Regions from separate parts of the Oryzias latipes genome. Here region 1 is linked to region 2. The links are chromatin contacts, called in public Hi-C maps. All regions are on one chromosome and are shown on one strand. The core of a region is the stretch at or near the end of the contact, and the rest is flanking DNA. Distances in the headings are between cores, read along the strand shown. Region 1 holds the start of polr3a (DNA-directed RNA polymerase III subunit RPC1). Region 2 holds the start of ppif (peptidyl-prolyl cis-trans isomerase F, mitochondrial).

The links. Hi-C and Micro-C count contacts between places; a contact is called where the count stands out from the background.
Region 1: a contact with region 2 is called in a Hi-C map of embryo, with 2.5 times the contacts expected there. The contact joins the promoter of polr3a here to the promoter of ppif in region 2. A contact is called at or near these places in 3 of 5 Hi-C or Micro-C datasets (embryo and gastrula embryo).

The regions. Positions count from the first base shown.
Region 1 is chr19:10,740,045-10,744,685 of ASM223467v1, forward strand. polr3a (DNA-directed RNA polymerase III subunit RPC1) reads left to right here and starts at 2,421. Exons shown (of 30, transcript XM_023949559.1): 1 at 2,421-2,627; 2 at 3,103-3,238; 3 at 4,178-4,315; 4 at 4,492-4,641. The coding sequence starts at 2,584.
Region 2 is chr19:10,592,041-10,597,205 of ASM223467v1, forward strand. ppif (peptidyl-prolyl cis-trans isomerase F, mitochondrial) reads right to left here and starts at 2,202. Exons shown (of 6, transcript XM_004080407.4): 1 at 1,928-2,202; 2 at 1,817-1,847; 3 at 1,609-1,697; 4 at 734-830; 5 at 545-620; 6 at 1-346. The coding sequence starts at 2,080. The coding sequence ends at 214. zmiz1 (zinc finger MIZ domain-containing protein 1) reads right to left here. Exons shown (of 23, transcript XM_004080409.4): 23 at 3,793-5,165.

The DNA.
Region 1 (4,641 bases), core at 1,171-3,670, 150 kb after region 2:
CATTAAAAACCTGTGAGATTCCACACTAATGATCTAATATTTGCCTTTATTATTATGTCTTACTGAATAAAAACAATTGGTAGCAAAAGAGAAAAATCTTGCCTTGCCGGCCATATTTTTTTTTCTATGACTATATAGTTGAGGAAGTACAGCATAATATATTCAGTACTACACTGAGATACATTTTTTAGTAGACATAATCAATTCCTCCCTTGGGAACACAGTATTTCTGCTCATAATATTTTAATACTGTACTTGAAAAACAATTTTACAAACAATTTAGTACACAGATATGCTCAGGAGGCACTTTGAAAGGGGATCTCTAAGCAGCACCTCATGCTCAAAGGCACTGCGCACAGAGGTCCCTGGAGAGGCATTGAGGATCTCTCCACAGGCCCTTTACATTTGTTTGTACAGATGGAAACATCAGTGGCCTTTATCATTAAGTCATGGTGTCTACACAAAAGCAGAGGACTTTGGTGGAACAGTAGTCTCTTCAGATTCATTTTACATGCTACATATCATATTAGAGGTTCAATTAAAGCTCAATTATAGTGGTTGCAGAATTTTTAATGAAAAGTCGGCTTATTTGGGCAACTTTCACACTCAGCGGTTATTACCTGATGGGAGAATTAATCAGTGCAAGCATGAAGAAGGATCACCTCAGGAAGTCATCATCAGTCCCCATCAGCGCTTTAATGCCTATGAATGAAACAATGCAGGTAGTTCAGAACTGCAGGTTTGTTTGGTCTCTCCCACCCCGGCTTTCTCAGCTTAGGAAATGCATTTGCCGCCATCTAGTGGTTAATATGCAAAACAACAAGTAAGCAACAACTAACGCATGTAATTATTCTCTTTAGATGAAAATGATACATATCAAATGGAGAAACTTTAAAAAGAAAACGTATTTTTACATTATTATGTATATACACATATGCAATTAATTATACTGATTTTATTTATGCAGACCAGCTCTGTCATGTCCTGAGGCACTTCTTTAACTTGGGCCTCAGCCAAGAGTAAGTCGCAGTCCTGTGGAAGACCTCCTGTGTGGTTCAGAACCCCAAGATCACACAAACAAAGCAACAGAACCATAACAGACCCGTCGCCTTGACCTCCCACCTGATGAGGACCATGGACAGGCCCATCCTCATGCACCTCCACTCTGTGATGAAGGGCGACTGACCTGCTGAAGTTCACCTACAAGGCAAACATCCGGGTGGGTGACGCTGACATCTATCTGCTGCACTGGACACTGACTCACATGGATACCAGCAGGACAAGAGATGTGTTTTTTGACTTCTCCAGCATCTTCAACACCATCCGGCCAGGACTGCTGCGGGGGAATCTGGAGGGAGCAGGAGTGGATGGTCCACTAACCGTCCACAGTACATGCGTCTGCACAACTGTGTGTCTGAGGTGGTATTCTGCAGCACTGGACCCGCCACAGAACTGTGCTCTCACCGTTTTTTCTTCACTCTCAGCATGTCAGATTTTCACATAAAACCACCAGCTGTCAACTTTAGAAGTACTCAGATGACTTAGCCATTGTGGTCTGCGTGTGTCTGAAGGAGATGATGTGGAGTACCGGTCAACCATCAGAACCTTTATGAGCTGGTGTGAGAGCAGTCACCTGTGCTTAAATATTAGCAAGACCAAAGAGATGGTGACAGACCTCCGAAGACGAAGAACGGTGGCCCTCATACTGGTGAACACCCAGGGAACTGACATCCACATGGTTGAAAGTTTCAAGTACCTGGGTGTTCACCTCAATTGCAAAGGCAAGATTCACTCCTGATATTTGAAAAATTCTTCTGTTAAGATGAGAAAATAGGGACATCATCCCATATAAACCGTTCATACCTCAGCTGCAATGTGATATTTTAGCCGCTAGGTGTCAGCACTCACTTTAGTTGGCCAGAGTCTGAGCTTCAATTTTGCTCTCTTTGGCTGAGCTGGTAGCTACGGTGCTTTCAAGGACTATATGAAAAATCAGCTTTTTTTTATTTGAATAAAACAATTCACGGCAAAACAACAGAAATATATATGACGTATATCATCCATACATTTTCTGATCCCCTTTCTGGGTCACGGGGTGATAGACATATATATAGGGCAAAGCTGAAAAATATTTAACTTGTATTCAAATTTAACGAGGCTAAAACTTTATTGCAGCGTGCTATAATACGAAAGATCATCAACAAATTTTTTTGTTGATTTTATAATATACTTGGAGGTTTTTTTCGTTTGTACGTATTGCTACTTGGTGTTTTTCTATTTGCGTATTTTATAGATTATATTATAAAGTTAAATTTATACGAAACATACCCCAATATGGTACAAGAAATTCAGTTGGACAGAGAGTTGCATCCTAAATTCCTGATTTTATATTTGATCCTTGAAAGCAGCGGCAGGAACCAACCGGAACCAACACGCTGCCGACGCTTTGCATGATGGTTGCATGTTGGATCTGATGGCATTTCCACAACATGGAAGAGTAAAGTGACAGTTAGCTGTTCCGAAGAAATCACAATAATTAATAATAGTTGTATACACTTGTTTGATTGTGTAAACGCTGCAAAAATGGTGAAGGAGCAATTCCGAGAGACAGACGTGGCTAAAAAAATGTGAGTATTTTTGCGAGTTTGTTAGCTTCCATGTTTTCTTCTTTTAGCTGCAATTATTGCTAAATTACAATGAGGTAGTTATTTATTAAAAAGGTTTTTATGTGCCGCCTTGTTACCAGACTACTAGTATGTCATTGATCTGCAGTATTTTAATGTTTTATTTCTTTTAGATATTGTCAATAGAAGTCGTTGAAGTTTAAAGTAGAGTTGTCACATGATTTCACCAAATTCAGCTTGTGTTAATCATTTAATTTGCTTGTGGATAAAAATCAATAGGCAGAAGAAGGCTTTTATAAAATTAACAAATAACCTACAGCAATGTTGTTGAGGTTTGTTACCCTTAAGAACCCATGATGGTGACATCCGTGTGTATTCTGTGATCCATTTGCTTTGTGGTGATAGTCCACATACTATATTTATTTAATTTTAATAAAGAGTTGGGTTGAAGCATATGCGTATTCCTTCTCCTTTGCAGAAGCCACATCTGCTTTGGGATGAAATCTGCTGAGCAGATGCGGCAGCAGGCCCACATCCAGGTGGTCAGCAAGAATCTGTACAGCCAGGACACCAAACACACCCCACTGCCCCATGGAGTACTGGATCACCGCATGGTAGGACAAAAGGAAAAACATCACAGCCATTCATTTCAGAAATATACAGTTCAGGTTCAGAAGAACAATTTCAATTCAAGTATTTATATAACCCAATATTCCAACACATTTGCCTCAACAGGCTTCACTAATTGTGCAAAACATAAAAGCAGGTGTAAAATACAATAGCTATTAAGGTTAAGGTTAATTAGTTAAACTAAACTAAACAGACTAAGCTGAGCAAAACACCCAGCCCTTAGACCCTCTTTCCACTTTTACACTTTCTCCTTCACTGTAGTAAAAGCCTGGTTTAAAGAGCACTTTTCCAGAAAAAGATTGCAACTTTGCCACATTTTATTCATTACTGAAAACAATATGTAGATCTTGAGAAGCAATCTGGCTTTTACCTAATTGCTATTTTATTTCCAATAGGTTGAAATACACTAAAATGTACATAAATTTCGAAACGTATTTAAGAATATATAAACCCAATATTAACAAAATGTGCACCTTTTGTCAATTTTCACCAGAAAAAGTTCATCATTTGTTTAGGCTTTGCCTCTTTTCTCAATCTTTTGGCCAAGTTTTCTGTGATTTCTTTTGTTACAAATTGACACTTTCCTATTCTTTACACTGGAAGCATACATGTTCTGGCTTTTGTCAACATAATGCAACATTTTACACTTATAAATGTAATTTTTTTTAATCAAAATCCCAAATTTGTCTTTATTTTTAGCGGAGATCAGACTTTATATTGAGTCATAAGTTTTATAAAAAACATCAACGTTTAAAATGTCTTGAAATTTGTTCCTAACATCAAACTGTATGTTAATACAATAAAATATAGTAATACTTTTTTACTGTTCCTGGTATTTACAATAAAGTTTTAGGAAAAACAAAAACGTTCAGAAGAAACATGATTTCCGTGTTAACATACCTTTTACTTCCTGTTTCCTGCAGGGAACAAGTGAGAAAGACCGACCATGTTTGACTTGTGGGAAGAATCTGGCAGATTGTTTGGGGCATTATGGGTATTTGGACCTAGAACTGCCTTGTTTTCATGTTGGCTACTTCAAAGCTGTTATAGGAATACTACAGGCAAGTATGCTTTCACAAACAAATATTGTTAAGGAGACTTTAATTTTTGCACGCCTTTTTAGTAGCTTTTCTTACACAGTTGTGATAATTTCCTATCATAGCTATACCCTTTATGGTCCTTACTATTCTAGGTATTTTGGATGTGATTTCCTTATTGCTTTGATGTTTCTTTTTAGATGATTTGCAAAACCTGCTCCAGCATAATGCTGACCAAAGAGGAAAAACTCCAGTTTCTGGATCTCTTGAAACGGCCCAACCTGGCTTATCTCCAGAAGCGAGGCTTGAAAAAGAAGATTTCCGAAAAATGCCGCAAAAGGACAGTTTGT
Region 2 (5,165 bases), core at 952-3,451:
AGAAAATTAATTTCCCCTTAAATCTGTTATATTAAAACCACTTTAATTATCCTAAAAATTCACAGTTTCAAACATGACACTTTGTCCATTTCAACCTGAGACCCAGTACCAACAAAAACAAATGCTATGCAGTTTTATGCCAGATGTGCTGCACTTTGTGCTACGACAGACGGCCGTAACTTTATCAGATGCGTGTCCTGCTGACTCAGCCATCTACAGCTCTCCACAATCTGTGATGGTGATTTTTTGGGAGGTTCTGCCGGACTGTGACCCGAAAGATTCCACTTTTTTTACGACGCTCATTCCGTCTTTCACTCTGCCGAAGACGACGTGCCTGCCATCCAGCCTAAACCAAGCAGACGAAGAGGTTTAGTTATTTTTTTCAGCCTTCATCTTAACATTTTATGTGAGAAAATGTTGTTTTTGCAGTCATTCTACTTTGTTTGGTCGTTTAAACTTTCAACACTTTGCAGGAAAAAAATGATAAACTCCAAGAAAACAAATGACATAAATCAAACTTCACCTCCACTTTTCCAGAACTTACCACTCTGTTTTAGAGGTGCAGATGAAGAACTGGGATCCATTGGTGTTCGGCCCGGCGTTGGCCATAGATAAGATGCCTTAAAAGCAGCAAAATCTTTCATTAATTCAAATGAATTCTTAAAACCCGGTCCAGATAACATGACCTCATTTTCCAGTCCTTCCAGCATCTCTAACGGAGCTGCATCCTTACCTGGTCCAGTGTGCTTCAAGACAAAGTTCTCATCAGGAAACTTCAACCCATAGATAGACTTCCCTCCTGTTCCATTATGGTTGGTGAAATCCCCTCCCTGAAATCCCCAATATCAAACAAAAGAAAACATCGCTGCTATGAGACAGAGGGAAAAAACAGATATAAATATTTTAAATATGTTTGTGACAAATCCAGAAATGAATGATTTTGAAGGCTGGTGTCAGAAGTCAACCTATTTCCTGATAACTGTAGCTTTATGACTAGAAAAAATGGTTACAATCTTCAATAATAGCATTTAGTGCAAATACAAATTCAAAAATGATGCATTCATGGTTTTTTAGATTGATTAAAAAATGCAGTTTTTAATTTCCAACATATGTACAACTAATTTTGCGGGTTTAAAGACAGTTTGTCTTTCCCAATTAACTTTTCTACCACCCTTCTGATTAGGAACAGGAATAGTGAAAGCTTTGTCTGTCCATGGGGGAAAATGCTTCGATGAGCAGTAGAAGGAAAAAAAAAGCCCATTTGTTTTTAATTGTGCAACTACAATTTGAGGTGGCAAAGTTAAGCAACAACGACATGAGCTGGTTTCATAGTTATTCGGTTTGAGGCATAAAAAGGGAAACTGAAACTTTGTGGTATTGAGCGATTTGATGCTTTGTCAGCAAAATTTGAAACATGTCTAAGCATGAGGAAGAAATGTACGCCTCAGGGATGTAAACTTATTTTTCATTTAATTGGGAAAGCTTCTTTTAACGACATTTTCCTGTAACTAAAATATAAACAATAACATTAATTTTTAATGCCACAATTATTTAGCTTTTGGATTAAAATTATAAATTAAATATTGTTGTTTTTCTTCTTCAGCTCACCTGACACATGAACTTAGGGATCACCCTGTGGAAGATTGAGCCCTTGTAGCCAAAGCCATGCTCCCCCGTGCAGAGTGCTCGGAAATTTTCTGAAGGACAACAAAACCTTGTTATTCCGTGCACGTGTCATTCAAAAATACTGTACAATAATTCGGTTTTGTTCAGGCTAGCTTCTGTACTGTAGCGGTGAAAAACTGAGCCAGCGCACCTGCTGTTTTGGGCACTACGTCGGCGCTCAGCTACACAAGAGAAACGATAAAGTTACTGAACAGCTGAGGAACCCGAGCGGAGAGACGCTCCTTCGGTGGTTGGGTCTCACCTCAAAGGTTACTCTCCCCAGCGGCTCGCTGCCTGCAGCAATGTCAAAGTAAACCGTCGGGTTTTTGTTAGCAGCTCCGGGGCCGCTGCTGCACATGCGCGCGACCGTGAACGCCAGCGAGTAGAACTTTATTTTGTTGGAAAAACTTAACATTTTAAAGTTCCTATGTACCGCTACTCGGATAGTCAACTTACGACAGCAACGGATTGAAAGTCACGCTCAAATCCGGGAAGCAATGCAAAATCGAGCTACCCGATCGGACCCCGCATGCGCGAAAGTTACGTCACTTCCTCTTTGTGGGCCAACCAATGAGTTATATCATATAACTCATTATGATATAACTCATTGGGCCCAACATTGCGATAGGGAAGCTCCAGTAATTCGTGTATTTTTGTACGTTTTTTTGTTCCAAGACTGTAAAAATTATATTTAACAATTAAATAGTTAAAACTGAAGATATTTATATGTAAAAAAATTCTCTACCTGTTAAACCCAATGGTTAAACTTTATTAATGTCAACAAACAACAAATCATACAATCCTTCAACAACACGAACAAACAAATGGCACACAACCACTGGTTGAAAGGCTCATAAAAACTGATAAAGAAAATAAAAAAAATTAGTAATGATAATGATAAGAATAACATAGGCAAAATAAACCAAAATGAAAAACAAAATAAAAATCTAATATAAAAAATCATACACCTCAAGAAGTTTTGTGCCATTTTTGTTATTAAGCGATTGTAAATATATTTTAAAAGCTTAAAATTTGGGCTTTCTGCTGCTCCATTTACATGTATTAGGAAAGAATTTAGCAAAAACCAGGAGGTTATTGATGATGATGTTTTTTTGTCCACGAGGGTCATTCCAAATATAACATTATGTCTTATTTTTTTAAGATGTGGGGTAAAAAGATTTGGTTGATAACCAATTTTGTAGATCTTTCCAAAAGGTTTTAGAATAAGCATGATAAAAGAATCAGTGATCTGTCGTTTCAATATCATTGATTGATTGATTGATTGATTGATTGATTGATTGATTGATTCATTCATTCATTTTCTAAACCCGTTTTTTTTTTTTTTTTGGGGGTCACTGGAGCCTATCCCCGCCACTCAAGGGCGAAGGCAGGGGCCATCCTGGACAGGTCGTCAGTCTGTCTCAGAGCCGTTTCGGCTTAAATCACCAGAGTGAATCTTGATCATATCGGTAAGAACTTTGAAATGTATTCCTTTGCCTTGGGGCTTAAAGGATATAAGGAAAAATTGTACCCTTTGCGTCAGAAAACAGTTGAATAATAAAGTTTTATTAGGCTGGGTTGGAGACAGACTGGAACTTGCTGTATCTCTTTTGGGGTCAGGATGTTGCTGGAGACAACCCAGTTACTGTTGGTCAAAGGCTGGGTCCACCCTGAACAGATTACTGGTTCAATGCAATCCCTAGGGGCAGTGACGGAGCGTGAACATTTTAAATGAGGGGGCAGGAGGTGGTCAGAGTGGCAGGCCATTCCAAATGGAAAGTTTCATTATTATTTTTTTATAGAAAACATTCATTTGAGGGGCTCAAGATATCATTGCAAAATATTACTCTTGCAATTTTTGCAAAACTTAAAGAAGCTTGTTATAATGATTTAATGTCTGTCAATAATGATAGTTAGATTGACTTAAAAATTGGACTCATTGAGTGCAGCGCCCCCCTGCAGCCAAAGGGAAACTTTAGAGTCACCAACCAAATTATGAAGCATGTTTTTAGACTGTTAGGAGGAAACCAGAAGATTTAAACCAGGAATTTTTCAGCTGTGAAGTGTAGTAAAGAGACTGTAATTTACTTTTTTCTAATAGATATAAACCCACACACACAGCCAGAATGAAATGCAGGTATCATCTGAATACATATTTATTAGATAAATATTAGGTTGTCACATCATCTAACTACATACAGTTCTGCAAGACTAAAAATCACAATTAGTTTCTTTATTTTCTGACCAGTTTTGAGTGTGAAATGGTTGTACATACAATGTACAAACATAGAGACAATAGCCACAATTGCATGAACCACCTTACTTTACCTTTTTTTTCTGCTGTTCATGATATCAAAAAATTGTACAAACTTGAGATTTGGTTACAATCTTCAGGACCTGTCCTTTCCACCAGCAATCCTCATCACTTCAGAGTGTTTTTATTTATTTTTGTAACCAGTTTATCATTTTTTTTCTTTTGAGGGTTTAGTGCTTCAAGTATGCCGGTGTGAAGAGAACATTTTTGCTAATTAGTAAAACATAATTTTCCCAGTTTCTCTAAGAAAAGAAAAAAAAAAGAAAATAAAAAAGGTGAAATTATATTACAGATGGTGGAAGATAATGCTGAGAGAGAGACACCCACAGACACTAACTAACATGTTTCATTTTCCGTGTTCAGCCACATCCAGGAGAGGGGTTACAAGCTTTTTTTTATTATTATTATTCTCAAGAAACAATGCACATTCCCAGGAAAATGAATACATTTCTGTTCACATGTTCATTTACATATTTACAGCCATCCTTGGGAAGTTCGACTAGCCCTGCCACCCTTTCCACCTCTCCAGGCCAGAATGATGACCGTGCCCTTTCCTTTTTTTGACTTTAGGTTTCTTTTATTTTTTCTCCTAGAAAATTGGCAGTTGGAAGTACAGTTTTGGGTGCAACAGTGAAACCGAATTAGCCTCGCTTGCAGGTTAGAACAAGCCTGGAAAAGACTGAAGGGATTAAAGGTTTAAAAAATGAAACTTTTTTTGAGTGATTTGAAGCTTCGATGTGAGCAAGATGTGAAACATGTTCACACATGCTGGAACTATTAACTTAAAGTTAAGGTGGTTGATTCAGCAAAATGCCACAGATGAAAGAAATTGGATTTCTAGCCTTACAGATTCATAACAAAAAGAGTAAAAAATAATTTATTAAAGGAAAAAAAGAGGGGAAGGGATAAAAATGTATATGGTCTCATGCTTTTTTTTTTTTTTTAAAAAGCCACATTTTCTATAACAAAAATATAAACAATATCAGGAATTTCTTTAAAATATGGTTGTGATATATTTTTTTAAAATACCACAATTAGCAAAAAAGTAGGATATTCACACATATGCTCAACAGTGGAGGTCACTTAAAATCAGCGGATCCACATTAAAACATGACGGGGAGAAAAATATTGCTTAATATCTGAGGACTGCAGTGATGCAAGGACAGGTGTGAGAGTGACACAGACA